2 separate regions of the Gossypium hirsutum genome follow, and region 2 is linked to region 1. The links are chromatin contacts, called in public Hi-C maps. All regions are on one chromosome and are shown on one strand. Each heading gives the region's core, a stretch centred on a gene start, on an enhancer-like site or on the middle of the called end of the contact. The rest is flanking DNA. Distances are from core to core; before and after follow the strand shown.

What was found. Hi-C and Micro-C count contacts between places; a contact is called where the count stands out from the background.
Region 2: a contact with region 1 is called in a Hi-C map of leaf, with 3 times the contacts expected there. The contact joins the enhancer-like site here to the promoter of LOC107949458 in region 1. A contact is called at or near these places in 2 of 34 Hi-C or Micro-C datasets (hypocotyl and leaf).

The regions. Positions count from the first base shown.
Region 1 is chrD01:32,763,976-32,770,336 of Gossypium_hirsutum_v2.1, reverse strand. It overlaps LOC107949458 (glucosamine 6-phosphate N-acetyltransferase), which reads left to right and starts at 2,260. Exons shown (of 2, transcript XM_016884110.2): 1 at 2,260-2,423; 2 at 2,528-3,094. The coding sequence starts at 2,545. The coding sequence ends at 3,018. LOC107949457 (iron-sulfur assembly protein IscA-like 2, mitochondrial) reads right to left here and starts at 2,186. Exons shown (of 4, transcript XM_016884109.2): 1 at 1,933-2,186; 2 at 1,120-1,247; 3 at 892-1,000. The coding sequence starts at 2,130.
Region 2 is chrD01:33,331,715-33,338,075 of Gossypium_hirsutum_v2.1, reverse strand. No RefSeq gene overlaps it. Among protein-coding and RNA genes, the nearest start is that of LOC121214381, 11 kb to the left of the region's middle. Within about 2 kb of position 2,810, at least 3 of the 9 cell types and tissues checked have an H3K27ac peak or open chromatin away from gene starts, as enhancers often do. A contact at or near this core is called in hypocotyl and leaf, where this site is marked.

The sequences.
Region 1 (6,361 bases), core at 1,011-3,510:
AGAACAAAAGAGATCAAAGTGAAATAAGTGATTGACACAAATCTGGTGGGATTCATAAAAACCAGTTGATTTCACATGTGATTTGTAATCTTTAGCACCATCTGGTTATGGCCAATCATATCATGATGACGCATATTAGAAGTGATTCATATTTCATGTACTTATGGATCAATAAATCTTCAGGTGTGTAAATGATTTGAAGTAAACATTTACGGAGCAATACATAGGCTCTATATTCTCCCAATGGTACTCCCTGCAATGTCGTTCATGTCTCATACAACAACCTTTTTGAATAATCAAAAGTCTATTCAATGAATCACGGATACATTTAAACTTCCAGGTAGTAGCTAGACCACAAAGGGCCATTAAATGGGTTGACAATGTACTGAGAGGCTACATAGAACTTAACTCGGAAGATCATCTAATGGTTATACAAGGCATTACTGACTACAATGAGCTAATAGTATGCCTAGAAGGGCATATGAAATGTTTTCAAATCCTATAGAGAAATTAGGCATCTCAATTTCCGGTGTAGAACGAGAAAAAGGTTATCTTATCTGGCCAAACATGAGGAAAATTTGTCCACTGTTTTATGGCTAGTCCTAGAGCTAACATAAATAGAATTCGGGACAATACAAAGAATAGATTTAGTGGTGCCTAAACAACATCTACTGCATTGAAATTTAACATTTAACATTTCTAATGCAACCAGAAATGAAGAATATTTGCATCATATTGGAGTTCACAGCGGTTAATGCTAGCGGCATATCAACAGTCTATTTAGAAAATTATCATGGTTAATCACTAAGCTAGAGGGAAACTACTTGTCTTCTAGGATTTAAGACAACATCATCGATAAATTTATGCACAGAACAAGACAACACGGCTTACCACGAATGCAGAACGAATTAACTCCTCGACATAATCGATGGTTGCTCCTTTTACAAAATCATAGGAAATATCATCAACTACCAACTTTACCCCTTCCCTCACAAAAACTCTGCAAATAGAATATGATACAACGGGAAAATAAAAATGGTTAAAGCGGTAGGAAGAGAGAGAGAAATTAAGCATACTTTTCGTAAAACCAAAACGAAAAACAAAAGGAAACAAAGAAACCTGTCATCTGGGTTTGTTTTGTCATCCAAATCAAACACGTATTGAAACCCCGAACATCCTCCGGTTTCTACACTCAATCGAAGCATCTGATCAGATGATTGCTCACTTGCTTGCAATTCTTTTATTCTCTGCAAGCCATGCTTAATGTCAGTGAGAGAAAAAAAACAACTGTGGATTTTCTAAGAAGTTGGCAAGGATATTTGCCACCAACCACTGAAGAAAAAAACCTGCAAGGGTTTTCATACAAATTTCAATGTAGTGGAAAACAAGGTATTGGCCTATTGGGTCTATAATGTCTCCTAAATTAAGCAATTTTAACAAGTTGAAAGTTTATTTTTTTGAATAAACAAGTTAAAAGTTAGAACCTTGCAAAAAAGGGTAAGAAAATACTGATAGAACAAAAATTACATAACTTTACATGAAAGGGGAAAAAATTGGGGCTGTGAGAGATGCCAGAAAGTGAAATATGAATAAGAAAGAAATTGAATGAATGTTTCCATTTGATTGTAATCCTTATTCTCTCATAAGCTACATATTACACAAAAAGAAATTAAGAGAATTGAAAAGGTTCAATCTTTTCCTGCTCTTTCACAGCATCCAAACGGACCTGTAGTCCCCAGTTAAATTACAAAACACACCCAAAAAAACAAACTTGATATGAGAAACCCAACAAAGCAATATACTAGACAAAATAAAGCAAATTCCATATACAACAGAGAGTGGTAAAATAATACAAACGAAATCACAGAAGAACGATTCAGAAGAAAACATCAATCCCATACAGCAAAAGGGGAAAAGAAATCTAAATTTTACCTTTATGCAGTTATCAGTCATGTGAACTGCATCGAGGGAAGGAGATGGAGATTCAGAAGAAGCCTCATGAAGAGCTGAAGAAGATGAAGAAAAAGAAGAGCTTAGAAGCTTATGGTTTTGCTTGATTCGAGCTATGAAAAATGGAGAAATGCGTTGAATCAATGATCTCGACATGGGAATTGGATTTAAAGCATTCATATAATGCTTTTCATGGCTCAAAGCTTCGATTTTTTTTCTTCCTTTTTTCAATGTAAATTTCTAGGTGTTTGGCAGATGAGGAAAAACTGGGGATTGTGACAAGCACAATCTAAAACACCAACCAAACTCACGTGTCGTGTTTTCTTTCTTACAAGCTTAAAAAAGGGTCCAATTACAATTAATGAAAACTTAGGGGATTAAAATGAAATTATAAAAAATCACAATACTCCTATAAAAGCATCCTCCTTAAATTAACTATCCCTAGGCCAGAAATTGATCGAACACTACAACAGGTCAGAATTGTTATAACTCTATGTTCCTTTTTTTCCTTTTTTTCTGTTCATATTGAATGTTTTGTTCAATTAAAAGATACCCTTTTTCTTTTTGCCATGTACAGAATCAGAAAAAAAGGAAATGGAGAACTCTAATTCATCAATAGAAGGAAATAATTTGAGGGTTCGAAAGCTGGAACTTTCAGATAAAAGCAAAGGGTTTTTAGAGCTATTACGACAATTAACTGTTTGTGATTCAGTTTCTGATAAAGAATTCGAAGATAGGTTTAAGGAAATCAGCATGTATGGCGATGATCATGTTATTTGTGTGATCGAAGATGAAATTTCAGGTAAGATTATAGCTTCAGGGAGTGTGTTTATTGAGAAGAAGTTCATAAGGAAGTGTGGTAAAGTGGGCCACATCGAGGACGTGGTGGTCGATGCCGGTTCCAGAGGGATGCAATTGGGGAAGAAAATCGTGGGGTTTCTGGCGGATCACGCTCGTTCCATGGGGTGTTATAAGGTTATTTTGGATTGCAGTGATGGAAACAAAGTGTTTTATGAGAAATGCGGGTTTAAGAAGAAGGAGATTCAGATGGTTAAGTATTTTGTTTGAATGTAAGTTTTTTTTTTCTTTACATACAATGCTTGTTTTGATGATGATATCAATGGCATTTTTCAGCTTATTTACAGCTTTTGGTGGATGAATTGTGTGCTTATGATGTATTATTGAACTGATCATAGCACATGTGATGGGATTCGACTCTTCATTGTTCTTGAAATACCGTGGTTGAGACACATTCCCACATGGGTATGTGCTCTAAGTAACATAGCATTTTAGTGTTAAATTTGAACTTTATGTTGGACCTTGTGGCTAGATTATTCATCAAACCATAAGCTAGATAACATCTTGTGGCTGAATTTTGTGAAACTGTTCATCTGGGTTTCAGCCTCACGGTAAGCTTCGAATGAGGCCTATTCTCTTTTTCCTGGCAAAGTAAATGGTGCATCTTTCATGAATGTGTGTCATGGTGTTTTAAGGAAGCTTCAGCTTTAGACCTTTAGTGATCCTTGCCTTAATATGGACGGGATTTGTATATTGAATCCTACTCTAGTTAAGGGCTAATTATGCATTTCATGTATACTCTTCTGCATAGGACAGCATTCCGTTCCGGAGAAACAATTTTCGGATTAGGCTTAAGAATTGATAACTGTTGTTTGTTGATAAGGTGCCTTGGCTTATATAGATGGATTTATATATCGAGTTGTAGTGTAATTAAGTGGAAATTATGTGTTTGGTGCTGTTGGTTAGGCTTAAGAAATGATAACTGTTGTTTGTTGATAGTGTTGCTTGCTTTAATATGGATGGATGGGACTATTGAATTGTAGTGTAATTAAGGGAAAATTATGCATGTATGTCTTTATTCATCAGCATAGGACCGACGATCCTTTGAAAACAATAGTCGGATTAGACTTAACAGATGATACTGTCGTTGTTGATACCGTTACTTGCCTGAATATGGATGGATTTGTATATTGAATTGTACTGTAATAGGGCAAATTTTGGTGTTCATTTCGTTTTTACCTTGTGCATTCCACAGACAACCCGATTATCAGATTAGGCTTAAGAAATGATATTGATATTTTTGTTTGTTGATATTCTTGCATTGATTTGTGATGAAATGTTATGAAATATATCTTCATTCATCCTTCCTGCATATATTTACTTGCAACCAAATGACCTGAATCTTATGCAATGGGACCGTAGCTGAAATTAATCTACCATGGGCAATGAACACTGCTAATATTATCTTTCAGCTCATTTCATTTGTTGCTGCAAAATCTGAGGTGTATTCTATGATTCCACCAACTTGGAGCTTAAACATAGTTTTGGAAAGATCTTATAGTGGATTTGGAACCTTAAGTTTTTCATGTTAGTGAAGGGTTAAGAAATACTGTTTTTCATGAACCCGAAAGAATCTCATATACAAATTATTCGGACATGATATGATTTAATTTGCAATAAATCAGTATAAAAAATTCAACCCGACATTGGCTTGAATTAGAAAAAATAATTAACCCAATTGGTTATAGTTGTAGTTGTGATTAGAGGAGATGGTAAAAGTAATGTCAATGAAGTAAAAGAAATTTGTATATTCATCTGATGTATGTATGTATGTTAATTTTTTGTCGTTTTGGGTGTTAATGGAAGTGTAGTGTTAGAGTTGGTAAAAAGCAGCTTTCCTTTCAGTTGCTTTTGCTTTAAAATAAAGAATGTTTAGCTTCCATTAGTATGCTTGTTAAATTAAGTATTAATGGAATTTATTATTCAGTGTATTTTTATGGCATAATGATATATATATACATATTCATTAAAATTGGATGATTATGTGGTATTAATAAAATTATTCAACTTTCGTTCAAACAATCAAAATCCGTTTTCAATTTTTTTTTGGATAAATTTGAATAAATTGTGGTTTAATTCAAATGGTTAAAATATGTTCTAACCCCTTGTACTCTTCAGATATTAGGAATTTAATACTTTTAATTTTATTTTTAAAATTCAATCAATTTATTTTTCATAGCTTTCTAACAGAAAATGTTGTTATAATAAAATTAAAATTAAAATTTCTATTTTAATTGTATTAGCAATTAAATTTACATTTTTAAATCCAAAAGAGTTAAAAATGTCAAAACTATATACTAGAAGGCCCTCTAAATGGAATAAAATTTAAAATTTGATTATTTATAAAGCTTCGATAACAAATTTAACTAAAAACTCTTTATGTTAAAAATAAATTATTTTTAATTAAAATTTATTGTTAGTCCTTCTACTATGCATAAGTTGTGGATTTAAATTTTTTATTTTATGCTTTTCGAATTTTAAAATTTCAATTTTTACCAAACGGTGTATATTAAATTTATTAAGTACTATTATTTCCAAAATCCGATTCGACAAATGCACTGTCACACGTACAATACCATGTCAACTTTGCTATTTTCACATATTATTCACAAAAACCAATTAATGGACTTAAAATTTATCGTTAGTATCAAGATTAAAATTTTAAAATTCGAAAAATATAGAGACTAAGAATGATTCAATTGGAGAACAATGACTAAATCTACATGTAATACCCCAAATTTGACCCAGTCGTCGAATCCAAATATGTGATGCCATATTACGTTGTCAAAGCAACTCAAACTAACTTAATGTATCTCCACAAATTAAACTTATAATATTGTTCAAATAAAATCAAACGTCATTTGTATCCATATACATGTAAGTGTCAAACATCCTTATTTAATTTTTTCAAATCTCGGGATTACACGAATTCAAATACGGAGTAAAAATTCGAATCCAAACTCTAATACCAAAATTCATAAATGTGTCTCGAGACTGACCTTTTCTGTTTATTATTTGCTTCGATGTAGCTATGTCTCAAGACCGAGCCTTTTGTTCTTGAGACACTCTTCCCTTATTTTATTAATTTAGCTTGAATGTTTAGATGTCTCAAGAAAAAAGGGTTAGTGTCTCGAACCTCGACAATGAATGTCTCAAGACTTGTTCAACACGTCTCGAGTCCTAAATCTAAAAATGTACGAAATAATTATTTTTATTCATAATGTCTGTAGACATAATCATAATATCTCGAGACCAACATACCAAATTGTACAAAATGTAAACAATTCAAGCATAGAAATGGTGTCCAAATGTTAACTAACTTATACAATACCACAATTAACAAACCAAAAACGCATGCAAACTACTTATAATTAATTATAATTAAAGCATTCAAATATCATCACTTGGCCTATTTGAGCAAGTCATCAACCAAGCAAAACTATGGAAATAAATATTAAGATTAGTTTAACCCAATTCAACTGTAGGACACAATTAAGTACTAAAATGTACTAAAATGGCTAAAATAGCATATAACTACATAACTCAACTTAGG
Region 2 (6,361 bases), core at 1,561-4,060, 570 kb before region 1:
CTTTCGAATGATGGGTATCGACCCCATGCATGATAGATGGGATTGCTCAATAATTACACTGAGAAACACATATTTCAATTTGTGACATTTAGATCAAGGATTTAAGTGTGATTGTGAGCGACATAGATACTATCACAATTGGTTATATAGTAAATATTGACCTGGTGAATCAAAACTAAGATCACAGCTGAGTTGAACTATATTTTTATTTACATACACTTAAATTAATGTTGTGTGAACTTTATTTAATATATTTTAATACTGTTTTCAACTCGGCTCTAGAATGGTTTCTTTAATTCATACCGAAATTTTATATAATATTCTAAAAGTATATTAGTTTTTAAAAAATCAAGTCATATATATTTATAAAATTTTATAATAGCTAAAAAATTATAATAAAAATATATAAATATTTTTAAAATCAAGATATATGTTATATATTCTTATAAACTAAAAAATCATAATTAAAAATATAAAAATAGTTATAAAACATATTAGTCAATATATTGGGGTGGACGGATTTTATCTAAATTTTACCTCTAAAGTTTTAGGATGTTTTTAAAAAGTCAAACAAAAATTAAATTTAAGTGTAAATATTTGTTTAATTAAAAAATATAATTGTTTGTAGATATATATTACATGTTTAAATAATTAATACAATTACACTTTTCAAAATTTTTAAATGGTTGAAAGTCGAAGAATTATGTAAACAATTAATCATTATAACTTTAAATTTTTATATATAATATGTCAAATTATAAAAAATATATATATGATAATAAGATACTTTAGACAGTGTCACTTCGGTTGGGCACTTTATGTGGGGAGAGACCAGGGGTTGATTACTTGGCCGGAGCCCGGAAAACACCCAAGAAAGAGGAGTAGGGGTTGGCAACCCAATGCCAATGTTTTTTGTTTTATAGGGTTGAATTGTAGTTAAAAGTTGTCCTATCGATTTGTGGGAGTGAGTTGTCACCTTTGGAAAGCTTAATCATGAAACATAAGAAAAGTTTAAAGGCTTTGATTCAAGCATTAATTAATTAAAGTTATGGGAGTTTCTCTTTATTGGGCAAAGTATCTTGCTTTCAACCATTAAATATCCCATCAACTTTCAATTCAATGAATTCATTCAGGATCTACCCCAATTCTGGAACTTGCTACCTCAATTATGTCTTTAATGTCAGCCCACTTTACTCAACATAACTGGCTCATATACAATCTAACAAGTGCTTTCTAAGTGAGCCCCTTTTTTCCAGGATGGGCTCTCCAGGCCATTATATTTCCTTCCCCTTTTCTTTCAAGAGTTCAATGGTTCTATTACCTTTTGGAATACGGAATTCGAAATTATTCTCACTTTGGGTATGTATTTTTTTATCTAAATTAATCTTTAATGTTTCCTTCAAAATTTTAAAGTTTAGACTTTCATGGGAGAATAATTGCCAAATATCAAACTTCAATATGAAAACAGTTCTTAAAACAATTTTTAAGTTTAGGGATTAATTTAAATAAAAAAATTAAAATTCTAATGTGAGAGCAATTGTCTAGTCCATATCCCAATATAGAAACATTTATCAAATTCAATGACTAATTTGGATAAAAAAAGTTCACACCTCAAGGTGAAAGTTATTGCTAACTCAAGTCCCAAAGCTTTATAGCTTTGATAGGGATGGCAATTCGAATTTCGGATTTATCCAATTCAAATTTTACGGATTCAAAGCGGATGCAAATAGACCTCTTCTAACAAGTTTGCACCCAAAACCTCTTACACATAAAACCATGTTTTAACTACTAATACTGCTCTTAAACATTAGTTATAATTTACACAAGTTAATAATTAATGTATAAAAATATAATAAAAATATTTTTTTAAAATAAATATACTAATTAATAATAAAATTGAAAATAACTATTTCGTCTTCTTTTAAATGTCATGTAGCTTCTTCTAAATTTTATTTTTTTATTTTTAAACCTAAGCAAACAATGAGATGAGACCATCGTAATTCCTAAATTTTTCACTGCTTTTTTTATTATTTTATTAACTCAATTAGTTAAATTACTTTAAAAAAATTATTTCATATTTATATAATTAAAATAAATATTATAATATAAATTTATTTTCTAATATCACTTAATTATATTCAATACATGTTATATTATAAATAATTGTATACATACATGTTTAAGGACATATAATATATCAATTGTTATATATATATATGTAAATTATGAATGTATAATAATATTATTATACAATTATGATATTATAATTTGTATTATTTTATTAATGATATGTACCTAAACATTAAACGTGTAACTCATTTTACGGTAGATTATAATATATACAATTAGGATTATATAATTAAGGTAGATTATTTAAGATTACTAACCCTATATACAATTACATTATTATAATGTACATTTTTATATTAATGATATGTAAGATTAAACCCTAAACGTATTGTTATGAGAGACGTCAATACTGGTAATAGAATGATCGCAAAATAATAAGAAAAATAAAAATAAAAACACATAAATTTTACGTGAAAACCCTTTCGGAAAAACCCATGAATAGACTAATATCGATAAGTGAATGATACAAGATGATGTGATTCTGCCCACCAAGGCTGAATCAATTCTTGCCAAGGTGAAACAATTTGAAGTTGGGCCTAATTTCCATGAACCACATCTTCTTGAGATAGCTAGAACAAAGATTGATCATTTGTGTTTACCAATTAGGTCAACTATGGGGGGCGAACAAAGTGGGTCAAAGAAGAGTTTAAAGGGCCTATGTGTGGACATTGGGAACAAGCCCAAATTAATTATGTTCTGATTGGCCAAGACCAAGTCAAATGCTGATCCGAGAGTTGGATGAGACCTCCATTGGGTTTGGTTAATCATGAGACAGTTTAAGAAGACTTTAATTAAGTTTCATTTCAGTTTAATAAGTTTGTATCTTTAAATTATGTCTTGCATTATATGTCTACATCTTTAATTGTGTCTAGCATTATGTATTTTGCATTTAATTAAGTCATGCATAAAACCATCTCATATGTTAATTAAGTTTGTGTTTTAATTATGTACATTATGAAAATAAGTTTGCATTTTAATTAAGCCATGCATTTATGCATCTTATATGTTAATTATATTTAAGCATAGGTTGGAGTTACATGTTCATAAATAAATGCATGTGTGTATTTACATTATGCTGGTTTCAATCATAAATATGTGTGTTTTAAGTTAAATATTTTAGCTGAATATGAATATGAAAAGTTGTCAATGTTTAATGTCTAATTATTTATCTTGTAGCTGACTATTTATAGGACTAAGAATAACTCTTCAAGTCTAATCGATTTCATTCATTTAAAGCTCATTATGGTGGTTGTTTAAATGAATCATGAGTGACTCTTCAAAATCTGATTGGTTTCATGCCCTTAAGGATCATTATGGAGCCATTAAAAGAGATGAATGTCAAGCAACATAACATTTGGTCATAAGGGGGATAAAGGGACACTAAACAGCACAATCATGGAAGATTAAGCTTTCAACAAATGAAGAGACATGACTTTTTAGCTATCTGAATCAAGTGAAGAGTCATGACTTATTGGTTGCCCATCATAAAGTTATAACCAAATTTTAAGTTGTGATAAAAGCTAGTGTAGCTGCTGAATTTGAATAGTCAAATTAGGGCCTATATATATCTTGTAAAAGGACGATGTTGAGGTTAGATAATTATTCTGAATATAAACTTTGTTGGTGAGATTATTATCTCACGGTTCTTCATTGGATTAAGCTGAACTTATCAAACTTTTATGAGTTTGTGGCATTCACCCAATTGTCTTATCAATTCATTTCCCATCACGGAGTGTGGCGGCTTTGCTTACCAAGGTTCGAGTATTCTTTCACATTTAAGTGGGTCATAGTTTTAATATAACTACGGTTCCTTAAAGTATTCAAGTGCTACGGGTCAAGGTTTCCACCAATTGAACCTATTCGAGACGGTCCTTCCATTCGAGCTATTTTCCAAACCCTCCAAGTTTGGAAATTTGTATCACAAGAGGAGTTTTGACTATACCTATTTAAGGGTTGAAAAAACCTACAACTCTTAACCTCTCACCCCCACAGATCCCCTTATTTATTTTTTCAACAAGTAACAGAATTCAAGTCACACAAACTCTAACACGTATAACTAAAATTATGGTAAATTATAATATATACAATTAGCATTATATAATTAGGGTATATTATTAATGATATGTAATCCTATATACAATTATGATATTAAATGTATGCTTTTATATAATGATATGTAAGCTTTAACTCTAAATGTGGAACTAACTTTATGGTAGATTATAATATATGCAATTATAATTTATTTAGAATTCTTATGTTTAAGTCATTAGGTATATTATATTCAAACAAAAAAAAAAGTTGTTAGGTACATATAAATTGTTTTGGAGTTGTTAAGTTTAATTTGTTTGGATTTTTATTTAACTACTTCTCTTAATTCATTTTACATTATTTTTTTTTAATTATGAATAAATTTTGTTTTGTTTTATTTTATATTATTTTTAAAATTTTAATTTTAAGATATTCAAATTTAGATTTTTTTGGATTCAAATATATGACGAATAATGATTTTTAATTTGAATTTGGATTTGGATTTGGATTTACACAATAGTACTCAATAATTTACAGATTCATATTTTTAGATACATTTGCTAATTCGGATTTAGATACTCAATAATTTACGGATTCATATTTTTAGACACATTTGCTAATTCAGATTTAGATAAGTAAAAAAAGTACAAATATTCGACCCATTTCTACTCTTTGAGTTTTAAAATGGTTCCGACTTAAAGGAGAGTTGATTTTTTTTTTCAAACTACTTTTAACCCTCAGCCAATATTGTAAAAATTGGATCAATAATCGAATTCATCTCACTATTTTATGATTCAACAAAATCTAAAAAAAAAGTAAAAAGATTTCGCCAATTGAATCCTGATTTTTTTTTCTCAATTTATAATTTTTTACTGGTTAAAAATAATTTACTTTATGTTTGATTTTTTACCACCAATTGGATCATAGATTTTTTATTTAACAGTTAACCAACACAATTGATTGATTTAGTCCAATTTTGACATCACTCCTCTTAATCTCATAATTAATTATATTCACTTGATGAGGATATTATGCATGACTAAATTTTTAATACTTAATTTTTCAACATTTATTTTTTCAGCATTTAATTTTTCAATTTATCAAGCAACACCAACATTAAATCTAAGTTTTTATTTTGTTCTAGTCTACTGGCTTGTTTATTATTTTATTGTGAATTTAATTTTAAAATTTGTATATTCATTTGGGCCCAAACCTCAAACTTAAATTTCAAACCTTCACCCAAGCTTAATTTGGGCCTAATTAGAAATATGATTCTTTTGGGTTAAAAGTATTTAGGAGTTCTCTATATTATTGGAATTGAATTAAATTATTCTCTTTCTTAATAAATGGATCATTTTAATGCTTATACTTTTTAAAAAAAATTAATTAAGCCCAAATTATAACAGAGTAAACATTTAGGGCCCGTTTGTTTACATGTAAAAAGTTTTACGGAAAATATTTTCTACATTTTCCTGTATTTATTTAATAGAAAATAGCTTGGTCAATGGAAGATGACTTACAGGTCATCTCAAAATAAGTCATTTTTTCTATAAAATGACTTATCATTTTAAAAAGCATAAGTTATTTTCTGGAAAAGAGCTACTCTATAGGTAATTTTATTTTTATATAAAAATTAATTTAAATAAAGCTTAATATTATTATATTGATAATAAATTTTATTTTTATTTTTAAAAAAAATTAAAATTATTAAAATATTATATTTTCCAATATTATTAAACATACATATTTAATTATTTATATTTAGTCATATAATAAATTATTAATATAATTAATATAATTTATTATTTTAATAAATTGTTTAATATTTAAATTTTATTTTAATAATAAATTTTAAAAATAATAATTTTAAATAATATTCTTCACATATTATTGAAAATATTCAATATTTATATTTTAATAATAAATATTTATTACAATTATAAATATATCAATAATAAATTTTTTGTAGTATAAAGGTTAAAATATATCATAAGTCTATGTACTTTTCACGAATTTGCAATTTAGTTGTTTTACTTTTATATTTAATAATTTAGTCCCTCTACTTTTCAGATTTGAAAATCAAGTCTAATTGTTGACATTGTTAATTTTTTCAATTTTGTTGATGTCACATTTTTAAATAAAAAATACTCACTTGGTAGTCACGTAACTAAAAAATAGCACTGTAATGAACCTGAATTTAACA